2 separate regions of the Hordeum vulgare genome follow, and region 1 is linked to region 2. A link is a contact called in public Hi-C data. All regions are on one chromosome and are shown on one strand. Each heading gives the region's core, a stretch centred on a gene start, on an enhancer-like site or on the middle of the called end of the contact. The rest is flanking DNA. Distances are from core to core; before and after follow the strand shown. Region 1 holds the start of LOC123433975 (protein GRAVITROPIC IN THE LIGHT 1). Region 2 holds the start of LOC123433959 (monocopper oxidase-like protein SKU5).

The links. Hi-C and Micro-C count contacts between places; a contact is called where the count stands out from the background.
Region 1: a Hi-C map of leaf shows a contact between it and region 2, with 4 times the contacts expected there. The contact joins the promoter of LOC123433975 here to the promoter of LOC123433959 in region 2. A contact is called at or near these places in 4 of 6 Hi-C or Micro-C datasets (leaf and seedling) and 1 of 1 datasets of contacts at active chromatin or transcription factors (embryo).

Annotation. Positions count from the first base shown.
Region 1 is chr1H:325,551,602-325,558,109 of MorexV3_pseudomolecules_assembly, forward strand. It overlaps LOC123433975 (protein GRAVITROPIC IN THE LIGHT 1), which reads left to right and starts at 5,253. Exons shown (of 1, transcript XM_045115486.1): 1 at 5,253-6,508. The coding sequence starts at 5,562.
Region 2 is chr1H:325,389,222-325,395,911 of MorexV3_pseudomolecules_assembly, forward strand. LOC123433959 (monocopper oxidase-like protein SKU5) reads left to right here and starts at 4,530. Exons shown (of 6, transcript XM_045115485.1): 1 at 4,530-5,079; 2 at 5,201-5,310; 3 at 5,427-5,697; 4 at 5,820-5,958. The coding sequence starts at 4,957.

The DNA.
Region 1 (6,508 bases), core at 4,003-6,502, 160 kb after region 2:
CATGAGCTAGTCGGCGATGCCAAAGCCAGCCCACATCAACTTTAGCCATTAGACAAGTCGCAGTCTTAGTGGGTCGCTTTGAAAAGTTCACCACATAGAGACCATTTTCGACATATCCAACATAGGACACTTTAAGAGTCTTGCTCCACAAAAGGACCACAGTATCAAGATTAAAGAATGTGGAAAATCCCATAATTGCAAGTTGAAACCGAAAGTAAATTGTAAGCAAGGGACTCAACAAGCATGACCTTCTCAATAGATAACTCTTGAGAGATGACCACCTTACCAAATCCCAATACCTTTGACAATGATGCATCGGCGAAAGGGACATGGGTGGGCATAGATGGGGAAGGATGCACATCCACCACTAAGTCCTTGCTTCCGGTCATATGATTTGTTGCTCCACTATTGAGCAACCATGACACCCCACCGAAAGCAAATTCCTGCAATAGATCAAGGCTTGGTTTTAGGTACCCATTTTTGAATGGGTCCTTTAATGTTAGAGGCAAAGGTCTTAGGAATCCAAATAGCCCATTCAATGAACTCATAGTAAGAACCAACAAATCTGGCATAAACATGCCCATCACCAGCACGACATAAAACATAGGACAGATTGAGTTTGCCGGCTATGTTGGTAGGTATGGTTTTCCCCTTCTTGACGCTACCATTTTCCACCTTGTTCCTGTTCACCTCCTGAGTCCCTTCACCCTCTTTGACAAAGATGTCCATGAGGGTAGGGGATCGTTTGTTCCTGTTCTTCCTTTTTCTTTTTGACTTGGATGTAAGTCCAAGTCCCTCCTTTCCTACCACACCGTTTTGATTGCTCAAGAGGTCGTTCAGGTTCTTCTCGCCTTGGATGCATGACACAAGGCCCTTCTCAAGTTTATCCTTCAACTTGGCATTTTCCTCCACAATATGTACATGGTCAGAATAAGGGTTAGTTGTACAAGCATTATCAATTAACACGAAAGGAGGACAAGTAGAGATTTCCTTGGTAAGCTTTTCTTGGAGTTGATCATGAGACTCTGTCAGGGAGAAATGAGCACCTTTCAAGACCTTGTGAGCCTTGTTAAGTGTGTCAAACTCCACTTTGAGTCTGTCATGGCCAACCCCAAGAACATCCTTTTCAGACTTAAGCATACGAGTAAGAACAGTAGCATGATCTAGTTCCTTTTGCAATTTAGCGCAGTCATCGTTGTATGACTCCTCAAGAGCCAAGCGAAGAGTGCGCTCCTTTTCTAGTGCAATAGATAGTTCAGCAATCTCATCGACATAGTCACGGCTATGTCCTTGCAGCTCGGAGATGGTCTCCTCATGAGACTCGATGAGGTCATTAGCCTCACCCAGTTGTTCCAAAAGAGCAACAAAGTGCTTCTTGGTTTCTCCTTTGATTGTACACAGAAATTTGTCAAGATCATGCTCATTAAGTTCCACAACATCGCTATCATCAACACAATTCAACAATGAAGGAGTAGTAGTGATGTTGGTCTTAATGTTGGATGTTACCTGATCGATATCTTTGGCCATGAGGCACTTGGCGATGTGGTTATCGTTGGGGGCGTTGAAGAGAGACACATTCTTGGGAGAAGGAGTGGCAATGGCGAGAGTCACAATTGCCACCATATCGTCATCGTCATCATCATCGGAGGGGTACTCTTCAAGCGCCACCGTACCCTTTGGGTGGGGTTTCTTGATAAAGTTGTTCTTGTTTGGGAATGACTTGGTTTTGTCTTTGCGATTGAGCTTGCCCCCGTTGTCTTCCCTCTTCTCATAGGGACATTCTGCCACGAAGTGACTCACATTACCGCAGTTATAGCACATCATCACTCGTTGCTTGGATTTGAACCCACTTGAGTTGTTCTTGGTGAAGTTAGGTCTTGAGTTCCTCTTGTTGCCCCAGAATTGCCTTGACGCAAGAGCCATGTGCTCGTGATAAGCATACTTAGTGTCTTCGGGGCAGCTCTCCTCTTCCTCATCCTCTTCTTCTTCTTTAGAAGCAGCCTTTTCCTTTAAAGCAAGGTTGGGTGAAGCTGTATTTGACCGAACGCGAGCAAGTGCATTGTCAACGGTCTCGTTCATGATTGACATTGCAATTAATTCATCCAACACCTCACGGGAAGACAAGGAGTGGAAATCTGGTCGTTGGCGAATGACTGATGACATGGCTTTGTTGAAAGGCATGATGGCCTTGAGAAACTTGCGCTTGATCCATGTGTCACCCACATCCTTGCTCCCATGATCCTTGAGAGCAACAGCAATAGCAGTCACCCTTCGATAGAGATCACGAGGGTCCTCATCTTCCTTCATCACAAACTCATCAGCCTTATCAAGTACCACTTCATAGTTGGACCATTGAATGCTTGAGCTTACCTTGTACATCACCATAATGTGCTCCCAACAGTCCTTAGCCAGAGTGAAGGGGCGCAAGTGAGGAAGATCTTCAGGAGGTACTGCAGACTGTAGAATAAACAATGCGGAGTGATTATATCGATTGTCTGCTTCTTCTCTTGGAGTGAGGTTGCTTGGGTCATGAGGATAGTAGCCTTGCTCGACGATTCTTCATAAATTTGTTGAGCTGTGATTCAAATGAGACTTAATAGAAAACACACAGTTAGCAAAATCACCCTTAACAACCTTAGGAGGAGGACCAACAGGGTTAAGACACGGTGTGGGAACAGGTCCTCCATAGACCATGGGAGGTGGAACTGAGGCATAGGTTCCATTCCCATCTTTTTCAAGAGGGGAAGAAGGTCGCATACCTTTAGCCGTTTCCTGAGAGGAATTGGCCTCCGAATCTATGTTGGCGGGTTTAACCACCAACGTCGGTTCGGGTGAACTTTTAATTCCCTCAATTAACTCTTTAAGCATGGTTTTGACTTCGTTCGTCAAGGACGTCTTGACGGCGGCCATAGCCGTATTCAAGTCGTCCCTTGTGACCGAAGTCAAGGCCATGGCCTCGGGTTGCCCATGGGGAACTCCCTCTTCATCTTCCATACTCTTCGGGTGGTGAAACCCTTAATAAAGAGACATGGCTCTGATACCAATTGAAAGGATCGATATGGTTGACTAGAGGGGGGGTGAATAGGCAACTACCAATTTTTAGCTTTTCTTAACAAATTAGGATTAGCAACATAAAGGTTCTCTAAAATGACACTAGGTGAGCAACCTATATGATGCTACTTACAAAGAGTAACGAAGCAAATAAGAGATACTCTACAACAACAACAAATACAAAGTAAAGGTAAGAGATAACCACAAGTGGAACCGATGAAGACGAGGATGTGTTACCGAAGTTCCTTCCCTTTGACAGGAAGTACGTCTCCGTTGGAGCGGTGTGGAGGCACAATGCTCCCCAATAAGCCACTAGGGCCACCGTATTCTCCTCACGCCCTCGCACAATGCCAGGTGCCGTGATTCCACTATAGGTGCCCTTGAAGGCGGCGATCAAACCTTTACAAACAAAGTTGGGGCAATCTCCACACAATGCTTGGAGGCTCCCAACAAGACCACGGAGCTTCACCACAATGGAATGTGGCTCCGAGGTGACCTCAACCGTCTAGGGTGCTCAACCATCCAAGAGTAACAAGATCCGCAAGGGATTAGTAGGGGAATCAAATATCCTTCGGTGGAAGTGTAGATCAAGGCCTTGTGAAGCAATCCCTAGAAAACCAACAAGGTTGATCGGCTAGGGAGAGAGATCGGGCTAAAATGAGCTTGTGGAGCAACAATGGAGCTTAGAGGGGTTAAAGGTGAACTCTAGGAAGAAGAAGATACCTTTATATATTAGGGGGTGGGCAGATCCACCCGTTACCCACCTACCACATAAAAATACAAGCGGTACTACCGCTCCTGGAGCTGTACTACCGCTCAGCTTCTCACCAACCACGGTAGTACCGGGATACTACCGTGCCAACACCTCCGTGGGGAAAAGTATGCGAAAAAGCCCGTCAGAGCGGTAGTAAAATAATACTACCGCACTGAGGGCGGTAGTACCGCACTTGGAGCGGTAGTAAAAAATTACTACCGCACCTGGGGCGGTAGTACCGCTCCTGGAGCGGTAGTAAAAATTTACTACCGCTCTCAGAGCGGTACTACCGCTGTGCCAGCGGTACTACCGCTGTTACAACGGTACTACCGCTTACCCTTTTCGCATAGACATAGAAAACACACATTGGGGCTCCATTGTGGCCAAAATATAGGAGGGTGCATGAAGAGTGTGCGTGAAGATTCCACCCAAACCTTTCCGACGCGGACCCCCTCTTAATAAGAAGACTTTCCTACGACTCAAGACTAAGAAGAGAAACGTAGAAGAAAGTCCGTCTTCGAGAACCTCCGAGGGGCGTCGAGTCATCTTGTGCCTAGAAGAGAATAGTCTGAAATGCTCAAGACACAAGATTAGTCCGCACAACAATTGTCATCAATCACTAAAACCATTTAGGAGAAATATGCCCTAACAGTCATTGTGGTTATGCGCCTCATTATGCTAGTTTGTTGAGTTTGCTTCTATAGCTTCTTTTATGATGGGGTTGTGGAAAAGAAAGTTTGGACATGTTTAGTTGTTGATCTAGTTCTGATGGCAATGGATAGTGCTTTTATGTGAGTAGCTCCTTTTGAGGATGTTGAGCCGACGATGTTATAGTCGCTTGGATCACTCTCTTGATTCTTAAGCATGGTAGTTGTCAAATTCTTATGGTACTTTGTGTTATGGTGATGAACTGACCCTTCTTTTATTGAAAAAGACCTAGAAAGCACAATGCAAGGAAAAGGAGAATACTTATGATGATGTGTTAGCTTCATCCTTTAAATACTCCATCCGTCTCAAAATAAGTGTCTCGAGCTTAGTACTACTTTGTACTAGAGCTAGTACAAAGTTGAGACACTTATTTTAGAACGGAGAGAATATGTTCATAAGAATAGGACGTGCATGTGCCTGTTCATAAAGACGAATGTATGTATGTATGCGGTCTATACTGTATTAAAAAAGAAGAAGCCTAAATCGCACACAAAAACAAGTGTAAAAATGTTTTGTCGTATTTCAAAAAAACATGTTTAAACACTGTCCAACAAAACATGTCGAGAAGACAAATGTCACATGGAACGGTTTATTTTCTACAGGGCCCTAGGAAATATCACGAACTTAGCAGTCAACGAGTTTTTACAAAATCATCAAGGTACCATGAGCAAACTATAACTATTCTTCTCGTGTTTTTTTTAAAGTCAAGTAGTACAAAATCACGAGCGTAGAAGCATCTTCTGTAACAAACACCATCTTCTGTAACAAACAACCACCCTCCGTCCCTGAGCCGAGCCAAGAAATTCCAAGTCTTTCCTCTCGACGGAGACAAGCTTGCCGCTTTTCCTCTCCCAGATCCCCCACCTCCTCCCCAACTCCGCTCCATTCTCCACCGCCCCCACCGCCGCCCCCTCTCCTCTTCTCACCGCGCTCCGCGTGCTCTGCCTCGAATCCCCGCCTCGCAAATCCGCAATTCGCACCGGTGAACAACCGCTCTCGCCGGCGGCGGAGACGTCCGGGGGTCGGCGCGCCCGCGAATCGCGCAGCCATGCTCCAGAAGTTCGCGCTCGCGTTCAAGACCAAGACCATCGAGTTCTTCGCCGAGGAGGACGAGGACGAGTATGCCGCGGCGGGGGAGGGCGGGATCCTCGCTGGCCAGCGGGTGCTCGTACTGAAGCCCGACCCGCAGAACCCTAGTAGCCCCTTCGGCGGGGATGGGGGGAACGGGTCGGCGTCCGGAGAGGAGGCTGCCGTGGCGGCGGCACTCGCGACGACGTCTTCGTTTCAGGCGGCGTACCTGCACCTGCAGGCGGCGCACACGCCGTTCCTGCCGGAGGCGGCCGCCGCCGCGGACGCCCTCGCGGTCTCGCACCTCCGGCGGCTGTCGGAGCTAAAGCGGCTCGCGTCGGGCGCAGCGGAAGACGGCTCCCTCACGGCCCACCTCGAGGACCAGGTGCGGGAGAACCAGGCGCTGCTGCGGTCGTTCGACGCCGTGGTGAACCGCATCCAGGCCGCGCTCGATGCCAAGGACGCCGCGGCCGCCTCTCTTCGCTGGGAGCTCGCGGCGTTGGCGGACGGCAACGCGCGCCTTGCCGGGCGCCTCGACCGCGCCCTCGCGCCACAGCCGGGCGCGGGTGGCGGCGACGCCTTGGGCGCCATGCTGTCCGCCAGCGTCTTCGATTCCGTCCTGCGCGACGCTCTCCGCGTCGCCCACCGCTTCACCCGTGCCCTCGCCGAGCTCCTCCGGTGCGCAGGATGGGACCTGGCCGACGCGGCGGCAGCTGCCTACCCGGGTATTGCCTACTCCAAGCATGGCCACTGCCGCTACGCTCTCCTCTCCCGTGTCTGCCTATCCATGTTCGACGGCTTTGACTCCTACCAGTTCGGTGGCACAAGCGATGCTGCTGCCCTGGAAGGAATGGAGCTTGCAGTTCGCAGGAATGAATCGTTGCAGCAATTCATCGAGCACTCTGATGCAGACCCCATGGAGCTCAT
Region 2 (6,690 bases), core at 3,280-5,779:
TAGTGTGAGGGAAATAAACTTTATACGAACTTGTGATATAGAAGGAATAAAAGTGACGGACTGCATAATAAAGTTCTTTATCACAAGGGGCAATATAAAGCGACGTTCTTTTGCATTAAGAGATTGTGCATCCAACTATAAAAGCGCATGGCAACCTCTGCTTCCCTCTGCGAAGGGCCTATCTGTTACTTTTACTTTATAGTACTTACCTTTATGCAAGAGTCGTGGTGATTTTCACCATTTCCTTTATTTCGCCTTTATCTTTTGGCAAGCGTCACGTGTTGGGGAATAGTCTAGACAAATATATCCACTCATATGTGGGTGATCATGAATTTTTATTGTTGACATTACCCTTGAGGTAAATAGTTGGGGGGAAAAACTATAAGCCCCTATCTTTCTATGTGTCCAATTGAAGCTTTGACCTCATAGGTACCGCGTAAGTGTTAGAAATTATGAAAGACTATAAGATGATTGAGTATGTGGATTTGCTTTACAAGCTCTTATATTGTCTCTTTCCTACGTTGCGATAAATTGGAATTGCCTCAATGACTGGAATCATAGTTTGTTAGTTCTCAATAGAGTTCTTGATTCATACTTTACCTTGTGAATGAATTGTTACTCTAATATAAGATATTCTATGTCAATATGTGTTGTTGTCCTAAAGATAATCATGATGCCTGCATGTCCGTATTTTATTTTATCGACACCTCTGTCTCTAAAAATGTGGACACATCTATTGATTTTGGCTTTTGGTTGAGGACAAGCGAGGTCTAAGCTTGGGGGAGTTGATACGTCCATTTTGCATCATGCTTTTATTTCAATATTTATTGCATTATGGGCTGTTATTACACATTATGGTACAATACTTATGCCTTTTCTCTCTTATTTTACAAGATTTACATGAAGAGGGAGAATACCGGCGGCTGGAATTTTGGACTAGAAAAGGAGCAAATCTAAGAGACTTATTTTGCACAGTTCCAAAAGTCCTGAAAGGTTACGGAGAATTGTTTTGGAATATAAAAAAATAATGGGCGAAAGAAGTACCGGAGGGGGCCCACTATGTGGCCACAAGCCAGGGGGCGCGACCTACCCCCTGGCCGCGCCCTACAGGCTTGTGGGCCCCCTGGCAGGCCTCTGGTGCCCATCTTCTACTATAAGAAGGGTTTTGACCTGGAAAAAATCATATCAGACCTTTTGGGACACGATGCCATTGTCCTGAGGCGGAACTTCGACAGAACCAATCTAGAGCTCCCACAGAGCTATTCCGTTGGGGAAACTTCCCTTCTGTAGGGGGAAATGGAAGCCATCATCATCATAACGATCCTCTCATCGAGAGGGGGTCAATCTCCATCAACATCTTCATCAGCACCATCTCCTCTCCAAACTCTAGTTCATCTCTTGTATCCGTTCTTTGTCTCAAAACCTCAGATTGGTATGTGTGGGTTGCTAGTAGTGTTGATTACTCCTTGTAGTGAATGCTAGTTGGTTTATTTGGTGGAAGATTATATGTTCAGATCCTTAATGATTATCAATACTCCTCTGATCATGAATATGAATATGCTTTGTGAGTAGTTACGTTTGTTCCTGAGGACATGGGATAAGTTCTGTTATAAGTAATCATGTGAATTTGGTATTCGCTCGATATTTTGATAAGTTATATGTTGTATCTCCTCTAGTGGTGTCATGTGAACGTCGACTACATGGCACATTACCATTATTTAGGCCTAGAGGAAGGCATTGGGAAGTAACAAGTAGATGATGGGTTGCTAGAGTGACAGAAGCTTAAACCATAGTTTATGTGTTGCTTCATAAGGGGCTCATTTGGATCCATATGTTTAATGTTATGGTTAGATTTATCTTAATTCCTATTTCGTAGTTGCAGATGCTTGCGAGAGAGGTTAATCATAAGTGGGAGGTTTGTCCAAGTAAGGACAGCACCCAAGCACCGGTCCACCCACATATCAAATTATCAAAGTAACGAACGCAAATCACATGAGCATGATGAAAACTAGCTTGACATAAATTCTCATGTGTCCTCGGGAGCGCTTTTCTTTATATAAGAGTGTGTTCAGGCCTGTCCTTTGCTACAAAAAGGATTGGACCACCTTGTTGCAACTTAGTTACAATTGTTACTTGTTACTCGTTACAAATTACCTTATCACCAAACTATTTGTCACCGATAATTCCAGTGCTTGCAGAGAATACCTTACAAAAAAACGCTTTTCATTTCCTTCTGCTCCTCGTTGGGTTCGACACTCTTACTTGTCGAAAGGACTACGATAGATCCCCTACACTTGTGGGTCATCACGCCCACAATTTCAAATCCGCGAAAACCCCGCGACATTTCGATCCGATTGGATCCCGCGTCCACCTTTCAAAAACAAGGTGATTCTGCCGCCGAACACTCTGTCTATCCGAAGGACTCGAATCACTCGGATATGCGCATATGTGATCAAGAAAGTTCCATTCGGACGCAAGTGGGGTTAGTCCTAACTCTCGCTTGATCACTCGGAGCCCTTGGCCCACATACACCCGAGTCGTTGATGTCTCTCTTCTAGAGATGGTCAAATGTTACCGAATGAGGACCTCCGGGTCAATCCGACCATTCGAAATCTTCCAATCCTGAATTCTTGGTGGTTTATTTTGGATCCGAGTGAAACAATCCGGAGCTGCTTTCTAGGTGTCCCCGAGACGCCAGAGACACCGCGAAGTGTCTGTCACGCGACCAGTTAAACTTCAACTGATTCGGGGGCTACTGACGGGGTTACCTACTAAGGTTAGGGTCATGGAGTTGTCATCCAGGGTCCACCTAGCCCCCCCCCCCCACAATCATTGAAGTCCTAAGTCAACCGATGCAACTCTGGTTTCATCCGACATATGGACACTCGACCATCCTCAAGTCAGTCGGACATGTACCAACACTCGGACCAGGGCAAGCGTGAACGAAAGGGCTTCAATGGCCAAGGGACTTAACATCTCACATAAAGCACAGTGAAGACCAATGTTACTAGTAACACCATAGTTAGAGCTACTGTTACTAGTAACTTCCATAGTTATTAGTCATTTAATACCCTTGTAATGGGACGTAGCGGGCCTGACGAACTCTATATAAGCTCTCCCGATGCTCTTCGACAAGGGTTAAGCACCGTGTGTATTCACACCCCTAATAAGCAAACACTAAGTCTCTCGGCTCGAGACGTAGGGTCTTTACCACTTCCGAATGGGGCCTGGACTCCTACATCCGAGTGTTACACATGCGCCATAGCTAGGCTCCGCCCCCTCATCCGTACCCCTCGTACTATTGTCAAGCTCGTTCCCTCGACATCTGTCGCCGCCACTTTCGCTCGCCGTCTGCTACTTAAAGCTCGTCGTCCTTCACTTTACTCTAGTAGATATGCCCCCATGCCACCGGACAACTTATCTAATGTCGGAGCGTCGACTACAACTACTTGATCAGGTCCTTGCAAGGCACGAAGACTGGATAGCCGCGGGGCTACCTCCGGATGTGTTAGATCCGGAGGAGGAGGAGGAGGAGCATGAGGACGGGGAGAAGAAGGAGGAGAGAGAGGAGGAGGAGGGTGTGAGGGACGCAGGGGCCGCGGATCTGCAGGCGGAGCAACATGTGATCCTTGATTCCTTCTGGTCGAAATCGACGACGAAGGCCAAGCGACGTGGTTTGCAAGAGGCGGAGGTGGAGCACACCACAGACGTCGACGAGATGCACGCGACTATGAAGGAGGAGTGGCCAAAACCCTCCTACGCGCCCATCTAATATGTAGTTTATAGAGGTGGAGCACACCACAGACGTCGGCCCGGACGTCGTGAACATTTTCGACAACAACAAAGTGTAGTTTATAGACTAGTATGTATGTCATCTTTTGTATGATTTGTATGAATTTAAGAAATAAAATATAAGGTATTCGGATCCATAGCATAAAATATAAAATAAATGTGTCTAGGGCACGTCTACATGTAACATAATTATTATACATCTAAATGATTAAATTAAATATATATAAAAAATACCCACATAAATCCCTATGTGATATCAATGATATAGAACTTAGATGTGTAATACTTATCTCACATGGTGTTTTAGCAAAATTGATATTAATTATGATTGGTTAATGTATATACGGTTCATGATCATTTGAGTGGCCGGGTTTGTTAAGTGTGGCTGTGGATGCTATAATTCCGTCGGAGAGCCAGCCGCTGTCGTGCAGCCGGTCCCATGCATGCACGTGCCCTGCGGCGCCGGTCAAGATGGCGCGAGGGGTGGTGGGGGGGCGCACCGACCGCAGCCAATGCCACCACCGCCATCACCGCGGCTGCGCGCATGGGATCCCACGTTCGCGCCCCGGTCACTGCTGGCCATTCGCTGGCCTGCGCATGTGGAGATGCTGGAGCGCCGTGCGCGCTTCACAACGTGGGTGCTCGAAGAGTTTAAGAAGGTTTTTATAGTCCAACGATTTCCTGTGCTGAGACTTGGAAGCAGATGCTTTGTTGTGCTTAGGGCCAAACTTGTTCGTAATACGTGGACCATCGCAAGCTTGGACTATCCAACGGTAATCAGATCCATCCAGTGAAACACAAGACCGAGCAAATTTTGCTGCCAAGGCAACGACCGCTGCGACCACCGGTCGAGCAGGCTCCGCTCCAACACGGGCATTTCCCCGCCGCGCTCAGCTCAGTCCACTCCAAGCGCATACGCTCCCCCACCGCAGCATTCCGCCGCGGCGCCACGCCACCCTGTGACCTACCACGCGCACGCGCTCCCCCTCTGCGTACACGCTGTCGAGCCAGTCCTCCTCCTTCCTTCCTCCCCAGTCCGTCCCGCTCTCTGCTCTCTGCTCTGCTCTCCACAGTGCAGCTCCACTGACTGAATCACCTGCTCTTCCTGTCGCTTCATCCGCCCAGCTACTCATTTCCCAAGACCGCCGGGCTCGACCCGCCGCAATGTGGCGGCTTCTCGCGCTGGTGGCGTGCGCCGCCGTGCCGGCAATGGCCGGCGACCCCTACGCCTTCTTCGACTGGGACGTCTCCTACGTCACCGCAGCGCCCCTCGGCGTCAAGCAGCAGGCAAGCTTAAGCTAGCAGCCATTTTACTCTCATATCACTCGTCGCGCAGCGCAGGCATTGTCCTCTGCTCCCCACCCTCCGTCTCGTTTTTAAGGAGCCGTTGTTTCCTTGTCGCCGGTAGGTGATAGGCATCAACGGCAAGTTCCCGGGCCCCGTCGTCAACATCACCACCAACTGGAACGTCGTCGTCAACGTGCTCAACGACCTCGACGAGCCCCTCCTAATCACCTGGTGCATGCCCATTCCCCCTCTCTCTCTCGCGCGCGCGCGTGTTGCCGCCATTGATTTGATTCCTTCGAGTCGCAGCAGGCAGGCCGCTGAGAATTGTGTTGCGCGGTGGCATGCAGGAACGGGATCCAGCACCGGAAGAACTGCTGGCAGGACGGCGTGCTGGGCACCAACTGCCCCATCCCGGCCGGGTGGAACTGGACGTACGAGTTCCAGGTCAAGGACCAGATCGGCAGCTTCTTCTACTTCCCCTCCACCGGCCTGCAGCGCGCCGCCGGCGGCTTCGGCGGCATCGTCGTCAACAACCGCGCCGTCATCGCCGTGCCCTTCGGCCGCCCCGACGGCGACATCACCATCCTCATCGGCGACTGGTACAACAGGAACCACACGGTGCGTCGTCGTAAAACACGCGGTTCCGGCCACCAAGCTAATCACAGCGCCGCACTGATTTCTTATGAGAGATACAGTGCCACATTGGCTTAATTGCTTGACCATGTGATTCCGCGCTGCAGGATCTGAGGAAGATGCTTGATGAAGGGAAGGAGGTCGGGATGCCGGACGGCGTGCTGATAAACGGCAAGGGCCCGTACCGGTACAACGACAGCCTTGTGCCGGCCGGCATTGAGCATGAGACCATCGACGTGCATCCCGGTAATTCACTGCCCCCTATCATAGCATCCTGGTACTTGCATTCTGGGTTGGCAACTTGCTGGACAGGGTTAAAAAAAACTTGGCAAGTGGGGGAGCAGGGTGCGCAAGTTGCATCGCTTTTATTCAGAGCTCTGTTTTCTCCCTGTATGAGAATCTTGTCTCAGAGCGTTAGAGTAGTGTGGTTCCAGTAAAGAGGAAGAGAATACGAGCAGTGTGGCTTTTTGGCAAGACGTTTTCTAGATTGCATTTTGTAGAAGTTTAATTTGGTCTCTAGGGTGTTTTGTGAGTTTAATTTGCTCCGTCCTTCTTTATATCCAGACAGTAGAATTTAGTGCACAATATTTACTGATAAACGCTTGCATTTCTCGAGAGTTATGTGGCTAAAATATTCTACTAATACTAATAGTAATATCATGCTAGATTTCCCTTTAGGTAAGTCAACTGATAAAAAGATCAACAACTTCAAGCTACAGGCCAGAATAAAGTTCAGCAGCCTAGCCATGAGAGTTAAGATTAAGAATTCAGAATCCCAGTTAAAATGTATGTGCATGCGATTCTAGTCCAACACTGTGCAATTCTTAAAAAAAAAGGGGACTGACTAGCAATCAATCAACTGAAAACCCAATTTGGGCCAGTCAATTTTCTTCCTTGGCATGCCATGTGAATTGCTGCCCCACTAACAACATGCGGGCTCCACATAGTCAATTTCCTCTCCTGGAAACATGCTAGTTA